Regions from separate parts of the Mus musculus genome. Here region 1 is linked to region 2. Evidence: chromatin contacts called from public Micro-C data. All regions are on one chromosome and are shown on one strand. Each heading gives the region's core, a stretch centred on a gene start, on an enhancer-like site or on the middle of the called end of the contact. The rest is flanking DNA. Distances are from core to core; before and after follow the strand shown.

Region 1 (4,891 bases), core at 653-3,152, 150 kb before region 2:
AACAACTGAGGGATTCTCACTGCAGAACCAGGGCGCTGCAAGGAAACAAGGAAAGATGGCTGTTGTGATACATGATAGTGGGCACGGAGTTGGAGGCATTACTATGGATGGACTCAAGTTTAGACTGATATAGACAAAGGTGGATGTAAATATGTGCATGTATTCAAAATAAGTATAAATGTAGAAATATGTATACATATTTAAAACTACAAATACTCTCTACAGATGTAGTCACATGACTAAGTATGAACATTTATCTCCTAGTTTTGTCACAGGGAGGGCTGACAATCAGCAGTTATTGTCCAGATCTTGGTTTCTTACACTGTTATCCAGTAAAAGCTAAGGTTCTATGAAGAAACAGCTAATTCTAGAGCTTGAACAGGGAAGATGCACATCAGCGATTCTGAGGTTGTACATTATTGTACATCAATACTGGGTGAACTGGAAGCAACTACTTATAGTGAAAAAAGACAAACTCTTGAGAGGAAAGGATGTCAGTTAGACATAGGGTCTGGTTTCAAATAATCCCAAATGGCCAAAGCAACAAGGCAACAGAGATTGTAAGGCAAGAATAAAATAAAAATGCAACACTTCACATAATTGCTCCTTAAATTTGTCCTACTTATTCACCATGGATTATATTGGCTAAAACTTCAATAGGGATGCACAGAGTAAAAAATCTACTGAGGTTGAAACTTTAGAGAGGTATTTTGTCCTCAACAGTACCAGGACAATATTTCAATTTGTTCCTACAAGTAGCATGGTGTCCCTGTCAGGCAGGCCAGCAAGCTGATGTAGAGTTATACCATACCCTCCTCTGAGCCTGAAGGCATCAGAAGGCTCCTTAACATGCAAAGGCCCTGCCTTAGGTACAGATGTGCCTTGGTCTCTCCATTCCCAGCTGTGTCCCCCAAGTCTATAACCTACATTGTCAATGCCCTATGGGAAGCCCTTAGTAGCACTGGATCTAAATGGCACAGATTTCTGGTGGGGTGTGCAGCTTATCCTGACTGCTTTATCACCTTGTTGGTCACAAGCTCAGTCACATTTTCTCTGACTCCCTTTCCCTGATCCAGAATGGCATCTCTTCTGTTCATGTTTCAGACAATGTATGTTTCTGTGATCCTAGGTAAGGCCTCTGTGGTCTCTCCACAAGGTGGTGCATCCTTGCCTCTACTTACCATTCGATTTGATCATTCTCCAAAGATGATCGCTTCACTATTGCCATGAAGAAGATGGCCACAGAGCTGCCTCCAGGTTGGACTGTGTAGTATCTTAGCACAGATGCCTCTGGCTCTCCTTGTTACTTATATTCCATCACTGACACAGTTCTCATTCTGAAGTTGGAAGTGGAAACTGTCATGGGCCCTGATGAGAGTCACCAAGAGCCCTTTATGCTGAAGTCTTAGCTTCTGCTTGCCCAATTAATGTGACTCATCTTGACAATTGCTAGTCTCCTTTTCCTGATTTCAGTAGCAACCATATGCACTGATGTTCATCTTAACATGCATTTAAAACACACAGATTTTATTTTCTGTTTCCACCGTATTACTGTTCTCACATGTCTGCATGCCTATCAGGTAGTACCCCTTCTTTGAATAATCCATTTCCATACCTAGAATAGACAGATATGGTGATGACATGGTTTCTGAAGTTAAGGGATATAGGTCTTACTCTATAGGCAGCCACCCTGCTGTCTTCTTGTGGTAAACTGGAGTTACTCCATAACCTTCTGATTGCCCTTGCATTGCAGCCCCAAGGAGAAATTCCTTCAATTTTCATATGAATAGCCTGTTTTTCATCCACAATTCCCAGCAGATAATAGGGTGTGACTCTCTGATAGGGTATTGTCATGGATGACTTGCCCCCTCTCCTGTGTTAATGGAGGAGAAAAGAGTTTGCATTTACCTTTCAGAACCTAGAAAGTGCCCTCCCCTTGAGCACTCCTGCTGCACTAAGCACACAGCTATACTCTGGTTATCTGTGTTCGTCTTCTTGAGCTCAGGGTAGGTACTGTGGGTTCACTTGTAATATTTTCTCCTGGATTTTGCCCTTCTTATCCTTTTCCTCCCTATCACTGCTGCTGCTTTACCTTGCTCTGTGATGGTTCTTAAGCCATGCACAGTCATGGAGTCTTTGGCTTTGGGACCCAGCGGAAGGGCTGCTATGTACACTCTGCTTTCTCGCTTCAAATGAGGGGTGAACTTCAGCTATTTTACTCAAGTGACCCATTCACTTCCACCTTTCATAACTGCATGAGGCAAGACAATGTACCAGCTGGAAGTAAAACTTCTTTGGACATTTTAGCCTTGGCCATTTACCATCTTTTGCCTTGACAGAAGCATTTAAGCAGGTCACAACAGTTTCCAAGGTGTTTTTATGATTGTCTAGGATTGCATCCACAGAGTCCTGACAGTAGGAAGTAGAGTGGTAGTTGGAAATAAGGAGGTCCAGAGGGAGTCAAATGACCTCTACCAGCTGGCTACTTTTATTGTTATTCTATAGCCAGCTGTGCCTATTCTCACCCCTCTACATGGATGCTGGGTCTTTGCAGAATACCTGCAGGCTGAGCACTTGCTCTGCTTTTTGTCTTCTTTCTGGGATGTCTGCCCTCTCCATTTAAATAACAGAAATTTAATAGTTTGAAAGAGGTCACATCCAGGGAAATCAGCACTTGGGATAACTCTTGTGATAGAAGTCTGAGGACTCTATACTGTGCTGGAATTTCCTAGGTTAGCAATATGCTCCATAAAAAGGATCTCAAATTAGCTGGGACCTTGGAGGACAAAAACAGAGGTCTCCTTTGCAGGCCTGCTTTTCTATTGTCGAGTTTCATGGATTTTACCTAGAAGAGTTGTTCCAATGAAGGGAGGAGGGCAGATAAACACATATCTCCAGGTAGAAAGGACAAGGTCTTCTTGGTCAACAGTTCTCCAGGAGAACAACCAGGCAATGGCTGCTGTTAGAAGCAAATGCCCAAGTGACTGGATAGTCTTTAGAGGCCTTCATGAAAGCTTATAATTTACACCTGTGTCTCAGAGACATCCTAGTATACTTACACAGTTTTGATAGGCTTTTTTCCCCCCAGTACTTAGTCACTTTCCAGCTATAAAGATGAAGGGAGCTAATTTTCTACCAACACGGAAGAGTTCCATTTCCAAAAAGAGGAGAGTAAACATTTTCTCTTTGTAAGTTGACTATCTCAGTCATTTGTCTACACAGTGGAAGACTAACACATGAGTTAACTGTGAAATATCAGAACACACAGCAACTGTTGCTATCAGTCCAAAATCTGAGAATGCCTACAAGTGCACACATGCACACTTGCACATACACAAAGGAGAGGAAGAGGAAGAGAAGGAGGGAGGGAGGAATACTTGGGAAGAAGGGCACTGGCAGGAAAAGAAGGGAAATAAAGAGGATAATGGTGGTAAATATGACCACAATACATTTTATACATGTATGAAAGGTCAAAAGTAAAAATAAATAAATAAAATATACAATACAAAAATATTAGAAAGAAAAAAATGGGAATTATAGTATAGTACAGTCTTCTGAGCAAAAATACTGAGATGGAGAAAGTATGTCCTATCTCATGAAAATGAATTGTTGACACATTCCTAGAGGAGAGATATGCATGACATATTATATTTGATGTGTCTCTGTGTGTGTATATATATATATAGTATGTGTGTGTGTGTGTGTGTTTGTATACATTCATGGAAATAGCAAGAATGGTGGTCAAAGTAAGCAGAAGAGGTCACCCACCTGAGCACCAAATACCACGTGTATATGGAACTAGTAAGACCCAGTATCACACAAAGTGGGTAACTGGTAATAAAATATAAAGCTTGTATGAATAATTGCATTGGTGTGGTTATGCAAAAGTTTGTGTTATATTAATGCAATAAAATCAAAGTTTACAATCAGGTATTCCTTTGGTTGGCTTCTTCCCCAAGATGTATTTCCAATTTAAAAACTTAAATAATTACCAGTTTAAAAAAAAAAGAAAGAAAGAAAACTGGGAGAAAGGCCTGAATAGCACAGGTTCTGCTTACTCTACATTCTATTTGGAATAAGTGGCAGTGCCCCTTGGGTCTCAGGCCTGTCTTTAGCACATCAACAATCTTCACTCTTTACGACATCAACATTGAGAGGAACTTACGTAACCCAATGGCACTCTAAAAAGACCACTGGAAAACCCAGAAAGTCAGAAAACTTTTAAAATAGTAAAATGAAGCTGCCTCAGTGGGAGATTCTATGTAGTATGAGAAGAGTGGCTTTTACCTGAAGACCAAGGACTTGGTTCCACACACTATTTCTTCTCTACCCTTTTCTCTTGGTTGAAAGAAGCAACATCATCCTTAGTCCAAGAATCACACCATGAAGCTATCCCTAGGCCCCACAGCTCAGAGTTAACAAAAGAGGTCTCTATTGACATTGGTTTCCTTGTCTCAAAAATCTCTATGGCAACAGAATAAGAGATGGCTTGGAAGCCATGCTCTCTTCCTATTTGGAGCTGGCAGAAGCTGGGTGGCCCTGAAAGATTCTGACTCACGCATCCAGGCTGCCTGTTGAGACTGGATCTTCTAATGGTGCCTAGGAGACATCAGTCCAGATTTCTGCCAAGTTACACCAAGATTCTTCACAGTCAGCTCACATTCCTCTCCATGCTACAGAAGAGACAATTTCTCTGTGTAGCAAATGACACTTTTGACAACTGCAAGTATGGGAGATATAACTCAGGCAAAGTGAGTAGCTGATATTAAAAAAAAAAAAATCAACAAGTCAATAAAGTATAAAAGTCCCATGGAAATACAGAAATGTGTGACCTAGCAAGTTACAGAAAAAATGAAAATAATGAAAAGCAAATAAATGTGAATATTTAAAA
Region 2 (5,104 bases), core at 863-3,362:
TGGGAATAGATTTTGAAGTCTTTCCCAAACAAGGCCTCCAGGACTCTGAGAAACAAGGAGGAGGCGGCCAAGGCCAAGGGCATCTCTCTACCTTTCCATATCATTGAAGATTTCTGTAATAGGAAAGTTTGAAGTGCTTCCTTCCTGCTCCCTCTTCCCTGGTACCACAGTACCCTCTCTCACTGAAAAGGGGCAGCTAATTTACTATGAGTCCTCTCTGCAGGGGCAGGCAGTGGGGGCAGGGTGAGAAGGGCATCTGATCACTTACAGAGACAAGCTTGTCCCAGCAAAAGGCTAAAGTGTTCCTAGGTGCGAGAGAAGGAAGCAAAGAGGAAAGAAAGATGCTTTCTCACACATCCACAGGCCCCGCACCTGTGGTCTAAAACTTCGAAACGGCGGTCAAAGGCATGAGCAACTTCTCTGAAAATTCCCCTCAGCTTCTCCCCTCCTCCAAACAGACACCAGGCTACAGACACTTTTATCAGGACCCCCTTTCCCCTCTTTGAAACCACTTCTCTGCAAACACCCAAGCTGCAGACACCTTGACAAAGAAAAATCCACAGGCTCTGAGATATGTTAGGAGGTTGTTACCCCCTGCACCGTCCCCCCCTCCATCCCCCACACCGCTCAAGCTGCAGGTCTGCGCAGTTCGCAGCCTGATGGTTACCACCTCGCGGCTCTGCAGAAGAGGGCCCTAGAGATGCATGTCCCGCTGCCTGATTCTAAACAGAAAAACAGCCCCTAGGTATTTGTCAGACCCCTACGTCCCCCAAACAGCTAAACTGAGACCACTGTTTGCTGCACCAAAAACCCTGGTGAGACTATGAAAGACACAGGCAACCCAGTTCTTGCCCGCAGCGCAGAGGCGCCACCTCCACATCAAACACCGCAGGAGTGTGGTGCGCACCTTAAGTCTGAGGCACCGTGTGCCTGCGCTTCTGCTAGCAGAACACCCCACAGAAAATGAGGAATACCAGAAGACCCCTTCTTGTGGTCCTTTAGTAAAGCCAACCAACCCTTATCCTACTTGCCCAAAGCTCAACTGAAGGTTCCTCCACCACACCGCTAGGGTCCAACAAAACAGGCACATGCCCAAAGCCCTTCTTTCTTAAGAAAAGTGTCCAACTCCATGGATGCTCCACTCTCTCCAGTATTTACAGAGAGGACACGAATGAAGTGTAGAAATCACGCCCAGAGACAACAAAATTAGAATCTGAACCCTTTAATCGCATCTGCTTGCGCCCATCTCGGCGCCAGGACTGGCGGCTCCGAGGCTGCAGACTGTCGCGCTGCCAGGGACCGGACAGCTCATAAAAACCGGTCTCGTTTTGGATGGAGGTGAAGGGTTCTAGAAGTCCGGTCTTCCGCTCAGGTAACCGATTGTGCACCCACCCACCCCAATCCTGATGCTCTGGAACTCTACATTCTCTTTCCCCTCGGCCCTTTGCTTTCCTGTCCCATGTGGACCTCACTGACTGCCACCTCCGCGGATGCCTTTCTCGCCAGCCCCTCTTGGACTCAGCTAGGTAGCTCCAGGGACTGGTCGGTATCATCTAGGTGTTCCAGTACACCGGCCTGGCCCCCAGCAGCCTGGCTTTGCCGAACTCAAGACACAGACGCACTAGCTCTAACCGACGTCGCACAGCAGCCCCTTCACGCCGCCTGGGTACCCAAGGTGGCAAGGCGCCAAGTCGCACCCTGGGCCGGTATTACCAGTTCCTGTCCTCTCTGCATCTTCCCCGTCAGGCGCCATCTCCCCTCTCTCGGGGCGACACTGTGTCTCCCTAGTCCGGCCACTGCGACCCTTCAGGACTTACCGCGGCCGGCACACCATCACCGCCGCCTGGTCTGCGCGCTGCGAGGCGGAGCAGGACACCCGCCTGCGCCAGGGCATCCTCTCGCGCCCGCCACACCCGCCCACTCCGGTGGCCCGGGGTCCTCCCGCGCAGCTCTGGTGCTCGGGACTTACCTCCGGGACAAGGTGACCCGGCTGGTGCGCCCAGGCGGCCGCCCGCGCGTCTCGAGAGCCGGGAAGCGTGAGGGGCGCGGGGCGGTGCGGAGCCCGCCTCTGCTTCTGGGCTCGTGGCTCTCCGCCTCTGCCCTCCCCTGCGCGCAGCTTCCCCCGCCGCTCCCCTCCTTGGATCACTGCCAGCGCCCTGGGCTGCCCCGAGCACACAGTTCCCGAGAGCCGAACACAGGGCTGCGGCGCCACCCTTCCAGAACCCGGTCCTCTTGGCCCCTAGGAGCACAAAGGGCGCGGGCTGAACTAGGGGTGACCCGGGATGTGCCGTTCCACTCTTTGGTCTCGCGGAGCCTGGCGACTTGTGTGCAAGAGTATGCGGCCGCGGTCCCCGGGAGAAGGTGGCCGTGAGGAAGAGGAGGGGGAGAGAGAGCGGCAGCACACGAAGGTGGCCACTAACTTTGCTCCAGGCTAGCTGTGCCCTCGCCAGTGATAGCGGCTGGCGGGTGGCCGGGGGCTAGTGTCTGGAAACGTTGGGGCGACTGAGATGGGGGAAGGGGGACTGCCACTGGGAACTAGGAGGACAAGAATTAGCCGCCGACTGTGGAAACGGTGGCTTCCCTTGGTCCTAAAAGACCTCCCAGGCTCCAGGTCGACTTGAGGTTCAGAAGGTTTCTCTGGACACTGTAGGTTCAGAGAAAGACCCACGTCCTGACCAGCAGAAGGAATAAAGACAGAGACCAGCCTGAAATCGGTACTCTGGGACTCAAGCCTGTAGCTCGGACCAACACCATTGTAGGTGCACTGCGGGTGGCCCCATGGTAGTTGCTGTGGAAGGAAACTGGGCCGACGACGCCTTGGGGGTGGGGCAGAGTGGTGGCTTGGAGTAGGTCGAGGAGAGCCCTAGTAGAGCCGCCTACGAAGACAATCTACATTTCAAACGTTGGGGAAAATCATGCTCGAGTGGGCGTGTTTTCCTTACAGATTTTATAGAGAAGGAATTAGAAAATTCGCCAAAAAGAGGATCAAAAGTTGTCTTATCTGAATGACCCCCTTTCAAAACAAGGGAAAATTCACCTTGCTTCAGCTCTCCCAAACCCAAACTTTTTCTCCCTGGGGAGTCAACATTGCTAATTCCCTAGTGGTTCCTTGGATCTATAGCTATCTTGTATAGATTCCTGCCCCTTGCCTCAAAACCAAGATTTTGCCCCCAGAAACTGCCGCATCTAGCCAAGTAGAATTTGGAGTGTCAGAGTTGGAGGTAGCTCAAATCCTGCCTGGGAGCCCTGTGCAGCACTTGGCTTCTGGGGACCTTTAGCTGTACATAGAAAACAAAAAAATCAGATTTGGATGGCTTAGGAAGGAGGTTGAGCTGATTAGTGGACCCAGGTGTGTTCAGAGAAGCTCCTTGCTTGGGTTCATCTGAACGTCTTCTTTACATCTAAATATCACACTCATTCTCAACTTCTGCAGCAGCTAGGCACCTGGCTTTCTTCTACTGGTTGCTCTGAGCTCCAGGCAGCTCTTTTATCTGGGACAGCCTGAAAAGGACATTGTGAGTATCCCCCATTTAGTATCTCTTAAATTAACAGAAACTGTCAGCCTTACCTCTCTCTGTAAAACAGCTTATGGTCTCTGGTTCCTTCCTGAACAGAACATTCTCTGCTCTCCTGTGAACTGCTAGGCTGAGCATCCATTGTTAGAGCCATGCAGGATGCAGAATCAACACTGCTGTTTGTCTATTGAAGAGATGGAGACTTGAAAGGCTGAGAGAGTCTTGTCTCCCAAACTGCCGGGGTCACCTACAACTATAATTCATTCTCTGTGTCTAAGCCAAGCTATCTTGGTAGTCAGCCTTTAGGTTGCCTTAGAGGTTCACTTGGGTTTGCCAGAGCATCTGCTTGGTTTACAACTGCTAGAATTTTAAAGCGAGTTTTCCCCCCAAAATTGCAGTCAGGTAACTTGTCAAATGTAGGGTTAAGACTCACCATGGATCCCAACTGTCTCTGTGTTACCTCCAAATAGAACAATGGCCTCCAGGGTTGAGTCCCTGTGACCTGCCTCTATGTGTTAGATATTGCGAAAATTTTCCATGGATGATTTACTGGGTCTGCATAGGAACACAGGCATTTATTCACAGATGGACAGCATTTTCCAGCCTTTGGTTGTCTGGATAGGTAGGTAGATAGATAGATAGATAGATAGATAGATAGATAGATAGATAGATAGATAGTATGTGTGTTTCTGTGTGTGTGGTGTGCGTGTTTGAATTTCTGAGATAATGTCAAAGACTTATTTTTCTTAATCTACATTATCCACTTTGCCACTTAATATGTTACTTTCTAATTGTAGACTGGATGTTCGCCTCTCAGTTGAAGCTGGGATTTTTATTGTGTTTTAAAAGAAATTTACACTTCCTAGTTGAGAATCATGTATTAAGAGGGATCTCATCTATTACTGTTAGAGGATAGAATACCTCAGTTAATCTGGAATACAGCACACATGTGAGCCAGTTTTTCCTACATGCAAAGTCATAGTGGTTCAGAATGTGATTGTAGCGATTTTGATAAAATATAGCAGTGAAATAAAGGTTTTCAAGAAAATCAGTGAAGAGTTGTCATGTATCAGGCTACAACAGGACACCACAGAAATTGCTAATCTCCAGGAAATTGGCTAACCTTCTCAACAATGCTTATCTCTTAGAGGAGATTACAGAATTCTCAGAGATTTGTGAGGTGAGTGGGGCCAGTTCCTGTGTTGTGAGGAACTGTCACTCAGGTGCTGAACAAGCTGTCAAGCCTTTGGATAGCAGAGATAGGGGACGTGATAAGGAGAATACAGATTTAAGAGTTTTGTTGTTGGTTTCTTGTTAGATAGAAACCACTTCTAAGTGTGTATTTAACTAAAAAGCTCTAAAATTGAAGATTATTAAAAGTATCAGGATGATTTGTGCCATGTGTTTAGGTGTCAACAGCTCTCATCCAAAAATCATCTTTAATAGAAATGTTTAACCTTCTCTAGTTGATCAAAATACCAAGGCAGATAAAATAAGATTGCAACCAATTATAAAGCTATGACAATAATTAGGGCTTTGTTTGTTTGCTGTTGCTTCTCTCCCTCCAAGATCTGTTATTAAGTTGTTTG

What was found. Hi-C and Micro-C count contacts between places; a contact is called where the count stands out from the background.
Region 1: a Micro-C map of embryonic stem cells shows a contact between it and region 2, with 3 times the contacts expected there. The contact joins the enhancer-like site here to the promoter of Syndig1 in region 2. A contact is called at or near these places in 6 of 39 promoter capture datasets (cranial neural crest, embryonic stem cells, hippocampal neurons and 2 more), 18 of 484 Hi-C or Micro-C datasets (cerebellar granule neurons, cerebellum, cerebral cortex and 5 more), 16 of 115 datasets of contacts at active chromatin or transcription factors (PVALB interneurons, SST interneurons, embryonic forebrain and 2 more) and 3 of 9 other capture datasets (adipose tissue, embryonic stem cells and liver).

Annotation. Positions count from the first base shown.
Region 1 is chr2:149,980,237-149,985,127 of GRCm38.p6, reverse strand. All of the region lies in intron 3 of Syndig1 (synapse differentiation inducing 1), which reads right to left. Among named protein-coding and RNA genes, the nearest start is that of Syndig1, 150 kb to the right of the region's middle. Within about 2 kb of position 1,902, at least 6 of the 459 cell types and tissues checked have an H3K27ac peak or open chromatin away from gene starts, as enhancers often do. A contact at or near this core is called in embryonic stem cells and stem cell-derived epiblast-like cells, where this site is marked.
Region 2 is chr2:149,827,791-149,832,894 of GRCm38.p6, reverse strand. Syndig1 (synapse differentiation inducing 1) reads right to left here and starts at 2,112. Exons shown (of 4, transcript NM_001085521.2): 1 at 1,970-2,112.